4 separate regions of the Mus musculus genome follow, and regions 1, 2 and 4 are each linked to region 3. A link is a contact called in public HiChIP or PLAC-seq and promoter capture Hi-C data. All regions are on one chromosome and are shown on one strand. The core of a region is the stretch at or near the end of the contact, and the rest is flanking DNA. Distances in the headings are between cores, read along the strand shown.

Region 1 (5,378 bases), core at 1,339-3,838, 550 kb before region 3:
CCACAAAAGCAGAAATATTTATGGTAAAGTCCTTCCCTGATGAAACATCTCATTAGAGCCGGTAGCTCATTGCAACACTCTGAGAAGACTCCTTATCTCAAGAATAGTTTCCCGCAACTCGGCTTACAACACCAGTAATGATTCATGTATGCTCACAATGCTGAAGCACAGAGCAGAAAATCCAAACAAGAAAATGTATGCACACTATCACAACAATTTAGCCTTGTTTTAACAAAGACATGTATATGTGTGTTCATGCATAAATGCACAGCAATCTATGATGTCAGAGGCCCTAGGTGTTGGTCCTTGCTTCCAAAGCTGGCAGGCCCACAAGCCTCCAGGAATCCTCCACTCTGCCTTACATGCTGGACTTAGGAATGCACTCACTGGGGTTGGCTGTCTGTGCGTTCTAGAATCTGAACGCATATCCTTCCCCCACCAAGAGCTTTGGCAAGAGCTTTACCTGCTGAGCCACATTGGCATTTCTTTATTCATTTATTTATCAAAACAAGTTCTCCAGGCTAGAGGGATGGCTCAACAGGTAAGAGCACTGACTGCTCTTCTGGAGGTCCTGAGTTCAAATCCCAGCAACCACATGGTGGCTCACAACCATCTGTAATGAGATCCCAGCACTTGGGAGGCAGAGGCAGGCGGATTTCTGAATTCAAGGCCAGCCTGGTCTACAAAGTGAGTTCTAGGACAGCCAGGGCTATACAGAGAAACCCTGTCTCACCTCCCTCCCACGCCCCCCCCCCAAAAACCCCCAAGTTCTTCGGTAGCTCTGGCAGTCCCAGAACTGGAGTTGAACTCATGTACTCTTTCTGTCTCTACTACCTAAGTGCTGGGATTGCAGGTGTGTGAGTCTCTCCACTCCCCCCAAATAGACCAGCGATTTGAACAAACAATCAGAAGAAGACCACACTGGCAAACTTCCAGAGGTGGTGACCCATGCCTCTGGTTTCCTTTGAACTCTGTGTAGGACGGTGAATTGGTGAACTGGTTATTACAGGCTATGTAATGAAAGACTCCGTCCGCATTCAGGTCAGCGTGAGAGGCCCTGGAAAACAAACCCAGAGTGTTTATAGTTATCGTACCAATCTAATCAGGAAATGGAAACGTAATTTTTATAAGGAAAAATAGGTGAATAGCTTAGGTTTTGTGGGTCAACAGGCACAAACAGGGTTCCTGTGTAGCTATCCACGTGTTTTAAAATGTAATATGTTAAAGATACAAAAACTGTTCTTAACTCGTAGGCACAAAAAGTAAAATTAAAAAAATAAAAACATAACCTGCAGCTGCTAGGCCTTCTGGGATGCTGTTTGTTGACTCACTGTAGCTTTGTTCTTCCAGACAGACACAAATAATGAGGCTACAAGTGGTCTGCGATTCTGAGACAGATAGAAAAAATACAGGACTGGAGATATAGACGAATGGTTGGGGCCTTGCATAGCATGTATAAGGCTCCAAGGGCAGTCCCTACCAGGAAAAAAGAAGAGGGAGGAGGGAGGAAGAAGAGGAGGAGGGGCAGGGGGAGGGGGGAGGAGGAGGGTAATAACATACACATAGCATAGACACAGCTGGCATGGTGGAGGCTCATTGGAATACTTCTACCACTTAGAAGGAAAACTACCATGATTTCAAGGCTGGCCTTGGCTCCGCAGTAAGTTTAAAGACAGTTTGAGACCAGCCTGGGCTGTAGGAGACCCTGCCTCCCAAACAAAGCAACAAAGACTGTGAGCCAGATACTGTGGTGCATACCTACAATCTCAGTACTCAGGAGGCTGAGACAGGGGCATTGTGAGCTCAAGGCCTAAGCTCCACAGCAAACTCTTGTATCAGATAACATACAGACAGGAATGTAGTTATGGTGGTGAGAATGGTGCTGCATTCCTGAAGGCTCCAGCTGGGAGGTGAGTTAAAGCAAGATCACGGGAGTGCAGTGAGTTTGAGCGAAGCACCACAAGGCTCCCTTTCAAGTGGAAAGACACAGCAGGTCTTGGGTACTCTTCCTCAAGACCTAATGAGTCAGAATCTGCACCCAGGGGGAGTCCTTGATGGGGTCAAGGTTCCCAGATGCTTTATAGCATTTTATATAAAAGGCTTTTCTCGGGGTCCACCCCATACTTTCCTTCTCTGTTTTTTTATTGTTCTCCATCTTCTGTGTATTTCAGCAATTTTAAAAGATGGCCGCTGGGCTGGAGAGACAGCTCAGGGATTAAGAGGACTCGTGGGACCCAAATGGGTTCCCTGTAACCACATTGGGTAGCTCACAAATGGCTCTAAGTCCGACTCCGACTCCAGGGTGATCTGCCACTTTTGTCTGGGCTCCGAGAACATGTGCACGCACACTCACCTTCACATACCAGCACACAAGTGCACACATGCACATAATTAAGAACAGTCTCTGTTCTGGTCGCCCTTTACTGCCCTCCTGTTCACAGACATGGGTCCCACAGGACCTACCCGTGTTGGAATCACAGCCTGTTCCTTGTCACTTACCACAGACCTCACTTCCTCACCTATGATTCATCCGCACTGCTCTCCTAGAACAGCCCTTTACTGCCCTTCTCCTGTTCACAGACACGGGTCCCACAGGACATGCCTGTGTTGGAATCACAGCCTGTTCCTTGTCACTTACCACAGACCTCACTTCCTCATCTATGATTCATCAGCGCTGCTCTCCTGGAACATCCTGGGTAAAAGATAAGTTGTATCCCTTTTGGATGCATTCACTGGATGATATTGCTGCCTTCTGCAGTGCTGTGGGGAGCTGAACCCAGGGCCTTAGTGCATGCTAGATAAGTCCTCTACCGCTGAGCCACAGCCCCAGAATGGGTGATTTCAGATGATGAGTTCTCTTTGTATCACTCCACACTCTCAATCATGTGTGCTTCTGAGAATCTTCCTCTGGCTTTGAGAAGGACATTTTTTTCTGCCTTTCTAGACACTCATGACCAACTTCTGGTTTCACCCAGGGTCTTATCCTGTGGGAGGCCACAACAGAGAGAAGGTTTACTATCAAAATCCATTTTCTAGCCTCAGTATCCATCCTCTCTCCACTGTGGGAGATTGCCCCTGCACTCAACCATGTTTAGCAGTAACTCCAGCATCTACCCACTAGATGCCAGTCAGTAGCTGTTTCTCCCAATTTTGACAGCCAGTGCTGTCTCTAGATGTTGCTAATTGTCCCTTTGGGGAAAACACTGCCTGTAGTTGAGAACTGTTGGCTTTAAGATGTGGGTTGAAGCCAGGCAGTGGTGGTGCACGCCCTTGATTCCACCACTAGGTAGGTGAATCTCTGAGTGTGAGGACATCCAGGTCAAGAGAGAGAGAGAGAGAGAGAGAGAGAGAGAGAGAGAGAGAGAGAGAAGCAAACAAACAAAAGATGTGGCTTGAGAATGTAGCTTAGAGACAGAGCCCTTGCTGTCCACATGTGAGGTCCGGGATTCTCTTTCCAATACTGCAGAAAAACAGAAAGAATCCATTTGACTAGCTTGCAGACACACGGGCTTGGTAAGGGTTTCTAAGAAAGTTCTTTACTTTAGAAAGAGCTGGGGGTGGGGCAGGAGGTGGTGGTTCATGCCTTTAATTCCAGCACTTGGGAGGCAGAGGCAGAGGCAGGTGGATGTCTGTGAGTTCGAGGCCATCTTGCTCTACAGAGAGAGAGAGAGTTCTAGGATAGCCAGGGCCTCAAAAAAACCGAAGAAAGAAAGGAGAAAGGAAGGAAAGAGAGACAGGGACAGAAGATAGATAGATAGATAGATAGATAGATAGATAGATAGATAGCAAGTGAGCAAGCTGAGGGGCTGTTTCTCTCACCCTACCTGGAGAGGCACCTAGTGTTGGTGCTATAGGTGACACTTGACACTGGATGAAGAAAGACGCATTCTGATAGTGTCACTGGATCGATGGCCCTACCAGCCCCACTGCTGGGCTTCCTCTAGATTCCATCTTCACTAATCCAGCTTCCTGACTTGTCTCCCTGTCTCTGGGTGCCTTGTGTTCTTTTGTGTCCCTCTTTTCAGAGGGATGTTGCACTCACACTCCTTGGCTCTCTGCCTTAGTTTCCCCAGAGGATGCTGGCTTTAACTCTTTCCTTCTCCAAATTCAGCATGGGGGCCAGGACTGTCACCACTGTCAGGATAACCCAGCTCTCTGAGTCCACCTGATATCTTACCAACATCTCTGCACAGCTGAGGGGTCCCTGGAGCACAGAAGAAGAGACTATTTTGCTGGGGTACAGCAACCTTTCCGTCACCTGCGGCACAGTGGGCCCTGGAGCTGTTTCTAGGTCAGGAGCTGGAATAACCCCAACCTAAACCTTGTAGCTGGTTGTAGCACCAGACTCTCCTATTGAGGAGCTAGATTGAGAAGCAGAAATAGGAAATTCAGATGGGACAAGTCTTTGGAATTGAAAGGACCGGAAGGCTCCAGGGACTCAGACATGTAATTTTTGTCTGATTCCCTCCCTCTCTCCTCCCAGTGCCTGGAAAAGTCCTAGCCCACAGGAGGTGTTCAGTAAATACTTGCTGAGTGGATGGATGTGAGCCAACGGGCAAGCAAAACCTAGTCTGCCAAGGATGGCATAGTTGAGACTTTCCATGCGCCTAAAAAGACGAGGAGAGTAACTTCCTTAGTCCCTGACCAGTCCTGTCAAGGTTCTCATTGAGCATGGTTGGCTTCCTGACCCCTAAGTTCCATGGGACACTCAGGAATCAGAATAACAGGTTCCATTTTGTTTATACCATCTGAGAGGTTTAGCATACATTGCCAGCCTTTTCAGAGAGCAACAAAGGTCTTAATCTGAGCATATGGCCCACTTGGACAAATGAATTAATTTCTTAGCTTTCTGTAAATTAGATATGGTCATGTGATTAAGAGCTGGTCAACAGAATCCAAGCAGAAGTTTTCTGGGCTGGTTCTACAAGGCGTACATATGTTAGACTCCACTCGAATAGCTGCACATGGCTTAAAGATCAACCTGGCAGGGTGGCTAGTGTTAATTAGCAACTTGACTGATCTGGAATCCCCAACCCCTCTCCAGGAGTAAAGCCTAGAAGCATCCCTTCAAGGAACTATTTAGCCTCTTTGGGCGCCTGTGAGAGTGTGTGCTGACATAGGGTCCTTGAGGTGGGAGGACAGAAATCTAAAACTAGGCAGTGCCCTTCCTGGGTAGACAAAGGAGAAAGCCGAAGGCATGTTCTCATCCCTCTCTGCCTCTTGGCTTCGGAAGCAGTGTGACCAGCTACCACAAGCTCCTGCCAGCGTCACTTTCCCAGAGACGGACTAGAGAGTTTTGAATTATGAGTCAAAACAAACCCTTCATTTTACCATGGCACCAGAAAAGCAACCAAGATACCTGGGGATCCCTGGTTCTC
Region 2 (4,726 bases), core at 546-3,045, 660 kb before region 3:
ACTGTCTCTTCATAATACATTTTTAAGTTTTGTTTTTTGAGACAAAATTGTGCTGTGTTGTCCAGACTGGCCTTGACCTTACAACAGTCCTAGGTCTTGTGCCTTCCTGGACACGACTATTACAAGGTCCCGCCCTGGCCAGCTTAGCAGCAGGACAGAGGAAGCAGAATGAGGGCCATCCCCTGGGGGCTTTTGGAGCATATACTCCAACACCTTTTTAGTGCATATTCAAAAACGGAACCGTGTGCACATGCTGCTGCTCTCAGCTCAGGAGCTTTAGGCGTAGAATAGCACTTGGACACGGGGGACAGATATGTGACATAACATTTTATTTATCCTAGTGACATCTTCAGAATGCCACTATTGTCAATTTTTTTCTCCTTAAGGCTCTCCCCAGGATGGACAGAGGTAATGCATGTTCTACATTTTCAAACACATTGTTTACTGACAATTTTATAGAGTGTCTAGGAGGCTTTCTTTTGCCTTCCTCTTACCAACATGGTTGTCCTTAGCTGTGAAATAATCCTCAGGGAGCAGGTCTTCCAAAGTGAAGCAGAGAAGTAGGGACTTTGATTGTCCCCATCTCCTCTCCACAATTTGCTAAACATAATAGTACAGAGAATAGTTTATTTCTGGACAGAAAAGGAACTCGCCCCAAACCCCAGGGTCTCCTGGCCTGTCCAGCCTTGGAGCTGGTAAGAGCTGCCATGTCCTGACCTGTGAGGCTAGATGGACAGAGGGAAGTTCTATTGGCTGACCCAGAGGCCACCAAAGAATAGGGAGAACATGATCAAACTGAGCGACATCCAAGAGGCCCTGGAGATGGAACCCAGCGTTCCAGGGGAAACATGGCTTAAATGGATAAACTGCAGCTGCAACGGTCTTTTACACCGGGCAACTCGCTACGCTAGCTGGGGAAAGACACGAGGGGGCGCTGGTGCCCTGCTAGGGACAAAGCTTGTCCTGACCGAGCGGCTGAGCACCCATCAGCCGGAACCATGCCTGCAGCTCAAGACACTGCTGATAAGTGTTTGCTCGGTCGCCCCGGCCTCCCGCTGGCATGCTGGAGAAGCCAGAGCACTCCGAATCCAACCAAAAGCCTTACTTCTGTTTCAGTGGCCACTGACTTAAGGCAAGTGATAGGACCTCGGCTACCCAGGCTCATTATGAAACAGGGTCACTACTTGGCACCTACTCCCAGGAAGGTTTTGGTGAGATTAATGAAATACATGCCAGCTGGTACTTTTGTAAGTGCCCTTAAAGCAACCCAAACATCACTCCACACAATCATTTATTAACTAGATGGCTACAGGGCGCTAGCAGTGTATTTCAGTAGAGATTTATTATATTCCATTCTCTCTTTCAGCACACCTTTTAGTCCTTTGTTCTGGAAAAGACTGTTACAACTCTCCCCTCCCCGCCCCCGCGCCCCCAATACACACACTTTCTCTCTCAATAAGCCTCCGGAATAACTGCGGAGTGGTGTCCATCCAGGAAAATTACTTCAGAAACTTTACCGAGGTTTAAAATCAATAGCTTCTGGCCAGAGGTGTGCCATTTGGTCCTAGTCAGCTGTAAGCACTGACACACAACCCCCCCAAAAAAAAGTGGGGTGGGGGGGACAGCACACGTGGCTCACTGACTTACCTAGTCCAGATCCCAGCTGAAGGAGATAGTTGGCTGCCACCCTGAGGCATGAGTGAACAGGGTAGAGAGGGGCCTGAGCTCTGTGTTGGCAGTTGCCATGGTTTTGCTCCGAGTTCTGGAGCCAACCTGCCCACTACCTGGGGCACTCAGGTCACAGAAGCAGTAAGTTAGAAGTCTGTGGGGAACCTGAGACTGTGCTATCCTGGTGTCTGCCCACCCAGCTGTTGAGATGGAAGCCTCAGATTGGCAAGGGGGTGAAGGAGACAAGCCACTAGAGAAGGTGAAGTGAGGCTGGGATGTGAGGGAACCAGGGAAGGGCTGGTTTTGGAAAGCCACGAACATGAAATTCAAGGAAGGAGACAAGATGAGAAAATGGTGGAGTATGTGGGTTGGCAAAAGCCCCAAAGAACAAGAGAACACAATTCCTTCAGACAGTTGGGCCAGGGTGTAGCTCAGGAGTAGAGAGCTTGCCTGCCCTAGTCCTGGGTTTGACTCCCCAGAGCCGCAAAGCAGGGGTAAGCAAGTAGGAAACGTGTTTATCAAAGCTGTGTTTCTGTCAAGACAGTGAGAAGTCCCATTTGATCATTAGTTATAAAGGGTTACCCATGTCCATGTGAGCACACGTATGTGTTACGGTCTCTGTTCAGTTATGTGCTGTGTTTATGGAGTTAGCCAAAGTCCCCCACTCTCTACAGTTGGGGGGAACCTGTCCTGTACCTACTTTACCTAGCTTCCCTTCAGAGTGCTCTGAGTGTGGCTCTTCCTCTCCTGAACTCCAACGGCAAGTAATCCAATTGTTCTGAGAGGCTTTGAAAATGTGAGTTTAACCCTAGCACTTAGGAGGCAGAGGCAGATGGAGCTCTGTGAATTCAAGACCAGCCTGGTCTACAGAGTGAGTTCCAGGACGGCTAGGGCTGCACAGAGAAAGTGGTTTCATTGTTTGGGGGAGGAAAAAAAGCAAGCAAACAAAAAATCCTAAACAACAAACAAAAATCCCAAAACACAAGCAAACAAAAATGAAAAAAGACAAGAAACTTTAAGTTTCAAACCCAGTTAACACCAGTCTAATAATCCTGTGCTAAATCAGTAATATTTCAGACCCTTTGTCACCACTAGTTTTCAGTTCCCTTTGCTTCACTTTGTGTCACAAGTCCCTTGTTACCACCACCACCCTTTACCGGGTGCCCTTCATGCATGCCATGATGCTAACATTTAGAGATGCATAGACATTGGCCTGGCACCTCGGTATGTCCAAATGAAAGGAGACATGGGCCGGGCATGGTGGTACACACCTTTAATCCCAGCACTCAGGAGGCAAAGGCAGGCAGATCTCTGAGTTCGAGGCCAGCCTGATCTACAGAGTGAGTTCCAGGACAGCCAGGGCTACACAGAGAAACTGTGTCTCAAAAAACCAAAAAAAAAAAAAAAAAAAAAAAAAAAAAAAAAAAAAAAAAAGAAGAAGAAGAAGAAGAAAAGAAAGGAAACATGGTTGTTGCCCATCCCCCTGAGGAGTCACAGAATTCTTTCTGTGCCTGGGAGTTCTCAGTTATAACCAGAGGAAATGGTAGCTAACCTCACAGTCTTTGTGGGAAAAGAAAATTAGTAAATGTTTATCAAGAGCTTTACAATGTTTCTCAGTATAGCCAAGAATAATTATGAAAGAAATAGGTAAAATATTTTAGGTTTTCCAAGGAGAGGTTTTCAAAGATGGGGTCTTTTGGGCCAGACTCACTGACCTGGCAATGTTTTGAGAGAGGGAGGGAGAGAGAGAGAGAGAGAGAGAGATCATAGGGAAAATAAAGAAGGCCTTGGTTGTCATTTGCCAGTATCTGCCCAGCACTGGTCCTCAGGCCCAAGCCCCTCTCTGACTGTGCCCCTCCTTCCAGGTGGGGAGCGTTCCCTGTTTAGAGAGGAGCTCCAGCACCGTGCCCACGGGAGATGCTCTGGTCCGTCATGCCAAGGGCCTGAGCCAGGATACCTTCAAAATTGTAAGGAGCCAGCCTGAAACCTTGTCCCCCTAGCCTGGGAGGGATCAGGAGGCTTCTGACCCTCCTCTCCCACCACCTGATCTGTCACAGTCAGGATGGAAATGGGGAGGGGACCCACTGGAGCCTTGTGAGCACACAGCCCTTTGTGGTCCATTAAGAACTGTAGTCAGGCCAACTTGTCAGGCACTGGGGTCTGTCCACCTGCCTTTCCTCCACACCCCTCAGCCCCTCACCTTGCCTGTGACCTCTCAGTGTAAAGAATACCTGAGGCCTCTGAAGAAGTTCCTTCGAAAGTTGAACCTGCCCAAGGACCTTCCCCAGAAGAAAAGGATAAAGTATACGAAGCAGAGCCTTGAGGCCCTAGGGGGCCATATTAACACCTTTCTGCAGCATTATTGCCGAGCCTGGGAGATCAAGCACTGGAAAAAGTAGGCAGCTTCCTAGCCTTATCCCACCTCCATTCAAGATTATGCTATTGTCAAGATTCTCCAGGCATGAAGAGGGTTAAGATCCTGGGAGATAGCTGATGTTTAAAAAATAGGTCCCTCTAGCCGTCAGGATAGCACTGATTGTACCTTAGCTGTACACACAGTAGACAAAAGCCGTTCCCAAGAACCTCCAGGTGCCTCAGTGGGTAAGGCATTTGTTACTAAGCCAGATTATCTGAGTTCTATCCCTTATACTCACATGGTAGAAGGAGAAATCCACTCCTATTGGTTGTCCTCTGACCTCCACACATGCACTGTGGCAGACATACACATAGACAGACAGACAGACAGACAGACAGACAGACAGACAGACAGATACACACACACACACACACACACACACACACACACACACATTTTTAAGCTTCTCCTAAGAGCCCTTTCACCTTTAGATGAAGAGCTGCTGTGTGCAGGTGTTTGATACCAGCACATGGTATTTCTGTTCTGGTCTCCATCCCTATCCCCTCAACCTGAGACGGAGGAAGCACCTTGTAGCCTATTTCTGCCAGGTAGATCCTGGTCACAGGACAGTGCCTAGGAAGAACGGGTCCTAGTCAGCCTCTCTCACACTGGTCTCGGGTTTCTCTCTGCAGAATGCTGTGG
Region 3 (4,730 bases), core at 636-3,135:
TCGATAAAGAATCTTAAGAGCGGCTAAAGCAGGTCATCCAGGTGACTACGTGATGGGGGTGGGGGTGGGGGGGTGGCTGGAGCTGTTGGTGGAAACCCAACCTGCCCTGAAAACGTCTCTGACCAGTCGCAGGTCCTTAGCTCTATAGGTGGGATTCAGATCCCCTAATGTAGCCACTGGGCGACAGCTGTCCGATTTCGTGGACCAATAACTCAGACCTTCATGTTTTAACTCTCAGGCCTAAACGGGTAGACCAGCTACTGTATGCTACCCAGGAAAATGACCAAAATACATACTTCGATACATACACATTTTTACAAGGTACTAAAGTGCCTGTCCCCATACACACAACTTAGCAAATGTCCTGCCAACTCGGAAAGCTGAACTGACTACTTCTTGTTCACCTCACTAACTGTCCAAGTGTGTTCAGACACATCTCTCCTGGAGGAGCCACATCCTGTCTGAATTGGAAGCAGTGCAAAGCTGCAATGGATCTCTCACCGGCTGCGAACACCGCGAAGCTAGAGCTGAAGGTTCACTGTGGGCAGAGAAAAGAGTGAGAAAAGCGACCTAGGAGTAAGGTCCTGAAGAAAAACCCAGTGGGGCAGGCGCGCACAGGGTTATGAAGAATTACAAGCGCCTGGTGTTGGCTCAGATGTATAGGAAAAAAGGTCGTGGAGGCCAAACGACTCCTGCTGGTCTCAACCCCGTACTGCCGGGGGCAACTAGCTTTTAAACGCCTTTCTGGGCGGTCAGCTACCAAGTGCCTGAAGACCTGGTGTATGCAGCGGAGGGGCAAGCTGCCTGGGCCACTTACGTGGTAGGTGCCTACCACGGGGACATAGGGCTGGAGCGGCAGAATTCGCTTATACTGGTTGGGAGGGTGGGAGTATCCACTGTGGCTAGTTCACACCCTGCTTCCCCTCCCCAACAAGCACAAGGGTGTGAGCCTCAACCCTAAACAGGCAAGTGTATGATCGTTTTACTCTGGGCACACCTGATTATGGTTTTACACACACACACACACAGAGAGAGAGAGAGAGAGAGAGAAAGAGAGAGAGAGAGAGAGAGAGAGAGAGAGAGAGAGAGAGAGAGAGAGAGAGAGAGAGAGAGAGGAAGATGCATTGGGGCTGTTGCCAGAGAGATAACGAAGACTGATCGTCGAAGGGGGTGTTCACACTTGCTGGCAAACACCTCGATTCCCATCCGCATTACTCAGCTTTCCTGAACTAGGGAGCCTTGAGCTTCCAAGGGACGGAAACAATCTCTAGAGAAGTGACTGAGAAGAAAAGATGCCAGAGTTTAGGAAGAGATAGATGGGCTTGCATCTCCAGTACCGGATGCGGCGAAAATTCCTTCTGGCGCGTGTGGAGAATCTGAGTTCTAGGATCAACTAGCGCGGCACCGCCTTGGGCTCTGTAGAAGGTGCGCTCACCTACCTGGTCCCAAGGATCCATTTTCCTACTCGCCAGAAGGTTTTGGCTTAGTGACCTGACACAGACCTTCTTTAGGCTAAATGCCCGGCCCTTCTGGAACCCCAGGTTCCTGAGTCTACGAGGGGAGGAGCAGGTGGGGGTGGGGACCCTTCGTTTCCCCAGCGCAAGGCGGCGTCCCGTTCCCGCCCGTGCCGGCCCCATCAGGGTTCTGCCATGGCTCCCCACTCACCGGCTCCGGACACCTGATTCGGCTCCGGGACCTCGGCCGCCCGAGCCTCCTGATTTGCCCGCCCACCGGCCTCGCTTTCCAGTGCCCGCAGCCTCCCTCTGAAGTGCATGGACCCGGGGCGGTGACCGGGAGTGGGGTGGGAGGCCAGGCTGGGTCGCAGGCAAGAGCGGCCGGGCCTCCCGGCGCGGGAGGGAAAGGGCGCCCCCTCTCCTCTCCGGAACGTGTCAATGCTTTGCACTTGGGGCCGGCATGCGGCTAGGGGGTCCTTCCCCAAGGCCCCGGGACCCGGGCGCCCCCTGCCTCAGGCCCTTACGGCGGGTCAGATCGGTCCTCTGCGCTTTCCAGCCCTCGCCCAGGCAGCGGCGGGCGCGGGCGGCGAGGTGGGGGCCAGGCCAGGGGGAGGGGTCTCGGGGCCCGCTGGCCCGTCATTGGTTAATATTTTATTCTGTTGACATGTTTTCTTACTGCTGAGGCTTCCGACACCTTCTCCCTGGCCTCCCCTCCCGTCCAGAGCTTGGCCTGAGCTGTCAAAACCCCGCCCCCGGAGACCCACAATTGGTCCAAAAAGCGTAAAATCAGCAATCAAGGGGGGCCTGGCTCGTTAGCGCAGGGGATCCGAACAGGGCAGGACATGTGAGATAGTCACAGTTTTCCAGAGATCAGGACAAGATCTAACCAGTCGCGCGTGGTCCCCGGCGCCGGAGCCGGCCAGCCCAGCCCAGCCCAGCCCAGCCCAGCCCCGCGCAGCGCCCCCTCCGCCCCCGCGTCCAGAGCCCTGCGCCCCTTGAGGTGCGCGGGACGGGGAGCCGGGAGAAGCCGCTGCCGCGCCCGCCGCCCGGGCCGTCCGTCCTCCGCGCGCGCCGCCGCCCGGGCCGGGGGTCCGAGGCGCGCGCCCCCGGCCCCGGCCCCGGCTCCCAGGAGCCTGGGCCGGATGTCCCGATGAGAGAGCCGGCGCTGGCAGCCAGCGCCATGGCTTACCACCCGTTCCACGCGCCACGGCCCGCCGACTTCCCCATGTCCGCCTTCCTGGCGGCAGCGCAGCCCTCCTTCTTCCCGGCGCTAGCGCTGCCGCCCGGCGCGCTAGGCAAGCCTCTGCCGGACCCGGGCCTGGCGGGGGCGGCGGCCGCGGCAGCAGCGGCGGCGGCGGCGGCCGAGGCGGGGCTGCACGTCTCGGCACTCGGCCCGCACCCGCCCGCCGCGCATCTGCGCTCGCTCAAGAGCCTGGAACCCGAGGACGAGGTGGAGGACGACCCCAAGGTGACGCTGGAGGCCAAGGAGCTGTGGGACCAGTTCCACAAGCTGGGCACCGAGATGGTCATCACCAAGTCCGGGAGGTAGGACGGGCCGGGCGGGCGGGCTCGGGGACCGCACAGCACCCACCACCACTGGGTCGATGCTCTCTCGGATTGCCCCCGCTCCGGCCCTGGCGCCACACTCCTTTCCACAGACAAGCAAGCTGACTTTTTTTTTTTTCCGTTTGGCTCCGGAGCGAATTAAAAAAGAAAAAGAAAAGCAAACATCTCTCGATTGAAATAAAACGAAAACACGTTCCTAAAGAATAGTCCCAACTGTTCTGAGTCTCAAAGCCCCGGAGACTCTGGCGGGTCTCCACAGCCCCTTGCGGTCTCACTGTTTTTTTTTTGTTTTGTTTTGTTTTGTTTTGTTTTGTTTTTGTTTTTGTTTTTTCCGTCTCCTGGACGGTCTGGAAGTTCCTAAGAAAAGGGATCTTTCCCGGATTCTCCGCTCTGATCACTGGAGTCCATAGTGGGACTAGCATCCCGCCTCCTGCTAGCTCCAGGCTGACCACTTGGTTCCGGCAGAGAGTTGTCCAGCCCACAGCTAGGCCTTGGAGAGAGTCTTGCTTGTCCTTGGAGCTTGGAGCACTGGACCAGCCACCTCTTGAGGCCTTAAAGCCAGAAGAAAAATAAAATCCCCAATCTTCCCAGCACTCCAGTCTCTGAAAGTCCAGGCCTCAGGTTCACCCTGTTCCCCCGAAATTCTAGGCTAGGGTTCCCTGATTAAGCCTCTAAATCGTTTCTCCCAGACAAAGACCTTGATAGTTTATTTCTTCAAGCCCTGTCCCAAGAGTTTATTTCCTCTCTACGAATTTCAAGGCAATTCAGAAAAGCCTAGTGTATCTCTAAAGGGCCTAGTTTCCTTTCCTGGGCATCAACCCTCATCTTAGATCAGAGTGGAGGAAAGGTCTCCAGACTGAGTGCAAAACGCATCCAAAGCTTTACAAAACAGGCTCTGGCCGGCAGAAATAGGATGTCTTGGGAGTAAGAAGCACAGGCTGGGTCTTTCCAGGTAGCAACACAGCACAAGTGGAGGACATTGTGACAAATTATGTAGATAGGGAAGCTTCAAGTAGGATGTCATGTCATTGTCGGGAAGGTAAAGGGACAAAAAAGAGCCGGGTCCCAATGGCATGTCCCCCTTCCCTCCCTCCGAGGCGGATGTTCCCCCCCTTCAAGGTGCGAGTCAGCGGCCTGGACAAGAAAGCCAAATACATCCTGCTAATGGACATCGTGGCTGCCGATGACTGCCGCTATAAGTTTCACAACTCCCGCTGGATGGTGGCAGGCAAAGCCGACCCCGAGATGCCTAAACGCATGTACATCCACCCGGACAGTCCGGCCACAGGGGAACAGTGGATGGCCAAGCCTGTGGCCTTCCACAAACTGAAGCTGACCAACAACATTTCTGACAAGCATGGCTTTGTGAGTGTGGGCAGGTTGGGAAGGTGTTGAGAGCCCAGGGGCCCCCACAGTCGAGTGGGTAGAAGGAAGCTAGAGGATTTCTAGAGGGGAGCATTAGTTGAACACCCCCCACCCACAGTGCCCCTGTCTGTGGCCCAGGCAAACTGGGCCTAGGCTTCCAGAGCCCTGTTCTGCAAGCCTGAGGAAAAGTATGTCGACTGTTTGTGGAAAGCTCCAGGCTGCTCTCAATCTCAGTTTCTTTCTAACAGAATTTTGAGAGCCCCTCCTAGAATCAAGGGTGAAGCAGGTGCTGTAAGGAATGGGTCAAGCCGCCCGAGTCCTGTGGAGGTCACCCTGCTAAGGACT
Region 4 (4,847 bases), core at 2,280-4,779, 520 kb before region 3:
TTAGAGAGTTGGTGAAAAGGGCTTTTTCTGAAGTAACTGAAGAGGAAGATACCTTGAACTCTCTCTCTTCTCTCTCTTTCGCTCTCTTTCTCTATATCTATCTATCTATCTATATATAATTTAAATTTTTTTGTTTTTTGTTTTTTTTAATCCCAGCACTTGGGAGGCAGAGGCAGGCGAATTTCTGAATTCGAGGCCAGCCTGGTCTACAGAGTGAGTTCCAGGACAGCCAGGGCTACACAGAGAAACCCTGTCTTGAAAAAAACCAAATATACAAAACAAAAAACCCAAAAAACAAAACAAGCACTGGAATTAAAGGTGTGTGCCAACACTGCCTGCCTCTATTTATTTGTTTTATGTAAGAACACTGTAACTATCTTCAGACACACCAGAAGAGGGCATCAGATCCCATTACAGATGGCTGTGAGTCACTATGTGGTTGTTGGGAATTGAACTCAGGACCTCTGGAAGAGCAGTCAGTGCTCTTAACCACTGAGTCATCTCTCCAGCCCTGATCTTGAACTCTTGATTCTCTTGCCTCTGCTTTTCAAATACTATAATTATAGATCTGTATGGCTATGCCTAGCCTATCTACTTAGACCTTTTTCTGTATGTTCTTAAACTGATCTTGCATATGAATATACATGTATATATATGTGTACATATGTGTGTATACACACACACACACACAAGTTAGTGGATGTGACACATAGGAGGGGTTAAAGGGAAGAAAAGAAGAGGAAATGATGTAATTATATTTAATTTAAAAACAAAAACAATAAAAGATGTCAGTATGTGTACTTTCTTCCTCCTCCTCTTTTTTTTTTTTTTTTTTTTTGAGACAGGAGCTCTGTGTATCCCTGACTGCCCTGAAACTCTCTCTGTAGACCAAGCTGGCCTCCCAGAGATCCTCCTGCCTCTGCCTACCAATAATTTTATTGTATGTATGTAGGCTTGAGAATGCCATGTTCTGAATCTGGATGTCTGAGGACAACTTACATGTGCTATTCTCTTCTACTGTGTGTGTTGTGGGGACAATACTCAGGTGGCCAGGTTTGTCACCAAGGGCCTTTACTGGCTGAGTCACTTTGCTGGTTCCCAGCTTTACTCCTGGTTAAAAAAAAAAAAAAATTGCCCAAGTCTTTAGTTAGGTGTGTCACACCCCTTTATTCCCTGCACTCTGGAAGCAATGAGTTTAAAACCTGCCAGGACTCTATCGTTGCCAGGGCTACACTGTGAGATGTCTTAAAATTGTAGTTTAAAATAGTTGCCCCTGCTGGTCAGTGTTGGCACAGGCTTTTAATTCTAGTACTCCAGGGGCTGAGCAGGCAGATCTGACTTCGAGGCCATCCTGGTCTACTAGGACTACACAGAGAAACCCTGTCTCAACATCTCCCCCACACCCCAAAACACAAAATTGCTCCAATAATTGCTAAACATGTTAAGGGTTCTGTTCAATTCTAACAAATAAATGAATTAAAAACTGTTAAAGGGAGACGAAAGGATGGACCATGTAGAGACTGCCATATCCAGGGATCCACCCCATAATCAGCATCCAAACGCTGACACCATTGCATACACTAGCAAGATTTTATCGAAAGGACCCAGATGTAGCTGTCTCTTGTGAGACTATGCCGGGGCCTAGCAAACACAGAAGTGGATGCTCACAGTCAGCTAATGGATGGATCACAGGGCTCCCAATGGAGGAGCTAGAGAAAGTACCCAAGGAGCTAAAGGGATCTGCAACCCTATAGGTGGAACAACATTATGAACTAACCAGTACCCCAGAGCTCTTGACTCTAGCTGCATATGTATCAAAAGATGGCATAGTCGGCCATCACTGGAAAGAGAGGCCCATTGGACACGCAAACTTTATATGCCCCAGTACAGGGGAACGCCAGGGCCAAAAAGGGGGAGTGGGTGCGTAGGGGAGTGGGGGTGGGTGGGTAGGGGGACTTTTGGTATAGCATTGGAAATGTAAATGAGCTAAATACCTAATAAAAAATGGGGAAAAAAAACTGTTAAAGGGACCGGGGAGATAGATGGTGGTTGGAAGCACTGGCTGGATTTCCAGAGGACCCAGGTTCAATTTTCAGCACCTACAAGGCAGCTCACAACTGTATGTAACTTCTGTTCCAGGAAATCTGACTCCCTCACACATACAGGCAAAACACCAATGTACATAAAAAAAAAGTAATTAAAAAAAGTTAAGGCCCAGTTATTTCAGAATGCTGTTTTAGGGGAGTGGAGAGATGGCTCAGTGGTTAAGAGCCTGCACTGCTTTTTGGTTTGGAGCGCCTATCTGGCTCACAACCACCTGTAACTCCAGTTGTAGGCGGAGGGTTGGGACTCCACACAACATCCACAGAGATACACACATAATGAAAATGAAATAAATATTTAATGACAATTTTAAAAGGAATTGTCTTGGGAGGTATAGAAACTGTTGTTGAAAGGCAGGCCAGCATAAAGCCTTTCCTTGTTGTTTGCATTTCCCATGCTGCTGTAAATAAGTTTCCATTACGCTTTTTGTGAAATCTCAAAGGCTGTACAGAAAATAATAAAGGAACACGTTGACTCCCTCAAAAGAATATGGTGCTAAGAAAATATTAAGTTGATCACTCGAGAACTTATTTCAATTTCGTGGAAATCAGTCTAAAAGCATTCATTTTGTTGTTGGGACTGTCAACTTCTGTGAACGGAGGGAAATAACCGTGTCTTTAGGGCATGGAGATCCTGTTGTATGCTCCTTTTCCAAACGGTAACTTAGATTCTGCAGTAATAGCTGTATTCAAGACGAGTCCGAAAAAGTATTAACGACGCTGAAAAGAGGAAGAAATATGCAAAATACTTAAAAAAAAAAAAGGGCTGTAAAGTGTTAGGAATTAAACTCGCCGACAGGTCTCCGACCTAACGTTATCGCGGAAAACAGGGCTGTGCAACTGGCGGTGGAAAATTCCAAGTCTTCTTAAGTAAACCCGACTGCTTCCCTTAACTCCCAGCCGGACAAGTCCCACCCAAGCCAGTTCACGCGTGCTACGCTGGTCTAGCGCACGGACCAACGACTTTGCAGGGCATTTTCGCGCCATTTCGCTTGAAATAAGTGGAAGGTCAAGTCTACCTTTGACCTCTGCAAATTTTCCACAATCGCGGGAGGCAAAACTGGCTCTGCAAAAGGACCAAAGGGGAAAAGCCAGAAGTCTCACGTTAGGGATTTAAGGGGAAAAAAAGATGACAGGTTGAGGCTTCAGCCGCTTAGTAACAGCGGAAAACCCCCAGGGTACAGAAGCCCTAGGCTGGAGAAAACAAACCGGGCAAGGAGCGCGCTCCCCCGGTCGGCGGGCCGAGCGAGATCAGCGGTTGCAGAGAGATGCGGGGGTGGAAGGAGGGCGGGGGCGAGCTTGCTCTTCTTGACTCCTGATTGGTCTGTCTCAGCGAGCCGAGTGACGTCATCAGGAGAAAGGGGGGGAAAGAACGTCTGATTTGTATGGTGGGCGCGGGCGGGCGGGGAGCGAGTTCAGTGCGCAGGCGCAGCTGCTCGGCTCCTCTCGCCCGCGACTCGACCGGCCCAGCTCTCGCGGACAAGTCCCGACATCACGCGCCCCCCCCCACCGCCGCGGGGACCGCCTCCTCTTCACTCTCGGCTTCGTCGAAGATAAACAATAGTTGGCCGGCGAGCGGCGAGTGTGTCTCCCGCCTCGGAATTCGGCGGGCTGCGTGGGAACGGCGGGATCCCGGGCAGCCGGCCATGGCGGGGCTGTACTCGCTGGGAGTGAGCGTCTTCTCGGACCAGGGCGGGAGGAAGTACATGGAGGACGTAACTCAGATCGTGGTGGAGCCCGAGCCGGCTGCGGAGGACAAGCCGGCGCCGGTACCGCGGCGGGCGCTCGGGTTGCCGGCGACCCCCACTCTCGCCGGCGTCGGGCCATCGGAAAAAGGCCCGGCGGCGGCCCGCGACCCTGCCCCGGACGCCGCGGCCTCGCTACCCGCTGGCCGCTGCTGTCGCCGCCGCTCTTCGGTGGCCTTCTTTGCAGTGTGCGACGGGCACGGCGGTCGGGAGGCGGCACAGTTTGCCCGGGAGCACTTGTGGGGTTTCATCAAGAAGCAGAAAGGCTTCACCTCGTCCGAGCCCGCCAAGGTGTGCGCTGCCATCCGCAAAGGTTTCCTCGCCTGTCACCTCGCCATGTGGAAGAAACTGGGTAAGTTCCCCGCCCGCCTCTTTTTTTCTTTTCTCCCCTTATCCCCCTGGGCTTTTTATAGCATCAGCACCGCGTGGGCCTCCCCGGTACCAAGAGCGCTATCCATCAAGCGACGCTGTCCAACAAGGGATGCGAGTGAAGACTGTCATGGTTGGAGTTCTAGGCACACCGAGTGGCCTCGGAAACGCTAGGATGGCTTGTCTCCCAGCAACCGCTCCTTGCATTATCTCCTCCCTCCTACGATCAGGGGGCAACAGTCTCCCCTCTCCCTTCGCTAATTCACTTTGGTAGCAGCACGCTCAGAAGTGTTTGAATGCCGGCGCCAGATTGTAACCGAGGGATAAATTTAAGAAACGTTTCTACACGGGCTAGGTGAAAGAAGCAGGAGGTGGCAAGAATTGGAGCGTTCCCTTAGCATCTGTCATAATTTTGTTCTTGTTGGGCTTGTTCCTCTTGGTTGCCTCCTACCGGTGGTGTCACTTCTTCAGATTGACCTGAATGGCTCTGGCTCGATGTAAGTCAATTTAGAAGGGCTGAAGTGTAACATAGGCAACTTACTTTTGTGATAGTGTTTTGGGGTAATCCCTTGAATTGTTTATGAGAAAGGTGTGCAACGTGTTAAATATTAAATTGGCTCCATGTTAGGGG

What was found. Promoter capture Hi-C pulls out the DNA fragments that hold promoters and counts their contacts. HiChIP or PLAC-seq counts read pairs in DNA pulled down with a chosen protein or histone mark.
Region 1: an H3K27ac HiChIP or PLAC-seq map of extraembryonic endoderm stem cells shows a contact between it and region 3, with 7 times the contacts expected there. The contact joins the enhancer-like site here to the promoter of 2610027K06Rik in region 3. A contact is called at or near these places in 1 of 39 promoter capture datasets (embryonic stem cells), 14 of 484 Hi-C or Micro-C datasets (B cells, differentiating embryonic stem cells, embryonic stem cells and 1 more), 2 of 115 datasets of contacts at active chromatin or transcription factors (extraembryonic endoderm stem cells and stem cell-derived neural progenitor cells) and 1 of 9 other capture datasets (embryonic stem cells).
Region 2: a contact with region 3 is called in a promoter capture Hi-C map of trophoblast stem cells, with 5 times the contacts expected there. The contact joins the promoter of 1700125H20Rik here to the promoter of 2610027K06Rik in region 3. A contact is called at or near these places in 8 of 39 promoter capture datasets (the 3T3-L1 cell line, the C10 cell line, cranial neural crest and 4 more), 1 of 15 datasets of contacts at CTCF or cohesin (embryonic stem cells), 19 of 484 Hi-C or Micro-C datasets (the G1E-ER4 cell line, the N1E-115 cell line, cerebellar granule neurons and 2 more), 7 of 115 datasets of contacts at active chromatin or transcription factors (embryonic stem cells, pancreatic cancer cells and stem cell-derived neural progenitor cells) and 1 of 9 other capture datasets (embryonic stem cells).
Region 4: an H3K27ac HiChIP or PLAC-seq map of embryonic stem cells shows a contact between it and region 3, with 4 times the contacts expected there. The contact joins the promoter of Ppm1d here to the promoter of 2610027K06Rik in region 3. A contact is called at or near these places in 9 of 39 promoter capture datasets (the 3T3-L1 cell line, the C10 cell line, cranial neural crest and 4 more), 1 of 15 datasets of contacts at CTCF or cohesin (pro-B cells), 2 of 484 Hi-C or Micro-C datasets (embryonic stem cells and muscle stem cells), 8 of 115 datasets of contacts at active chromatin or transcription factors (astrocytes, bone marrow-derived macrophages, cardiomyocytes and 4 more) and 2 of 9 other capture datasets (adipose tissue and liver).

The regions. Positions count from the first base shown.
Region 1 is chr11:85,275,258-85,280,635 of GRCm38.p6, forward strand. No RefSeq gene overlaps it. Among named protein-coding and RNA genes, the nearest start is that of Ppm1d, 33 kb to the right of the region's middle. Within about 2 kb of position 2,589, at least 40 of the 459 cell types and tissues checked have an H3K27ac peak or open chromatin away from gene starts, as enhancers often do. A contact at or near this core is called in extraembryonic endoderm stem cells, where this site is marked.
Region 2 is chr11:85,169,301-85,174,026 of GRCm38.p6, forward strand. 1700125H20Rik (RIKEN cDNA 1700125H20 gene) reads left to right here and starts at 1,796. Exons shown (of 6, transcript NM_028589.1): 1 at 1,796-1,927; 2 at 3,534-3,635; 3 at 3,888-4,063; 4 at 4,717-4,726. The coding sequence starts at 1,877.
Region 3 is chr11:85,830,503-85,835,232 of GRCm38.p6, forward strand. It overlaps 2610027K06Rik (RIKEN cDNA 2610027K06 gene), which reads right to left and starts at 1,886. Exons shown (of 5, transcript NR_077059.1): 1 at 1,666-1,886. Tbx2 (T-box 2) reads left to right here and starts at 2,113. Exons shown (of 7, transcript NM_009324.2): 1 at 2,113-2,999; 2 at 4,118-4,385. The coding sequence starts at 2,605. RefSeq lists an enhancer at 1-18 and a promoter at 1,648-2,638.
Region 4 is chr11:85,307,725-85,312,571 of GRCm38.p6, forward strand. It overlaps Ppm1d (protein phosphatase 1D magnesium-dependent, delta isoform), which reads left to right and starts at 3,530. Exons shown (of 6, transcript NM_016910.3): 1 at 3,530-4,199. The coding sequence starts at 3,749.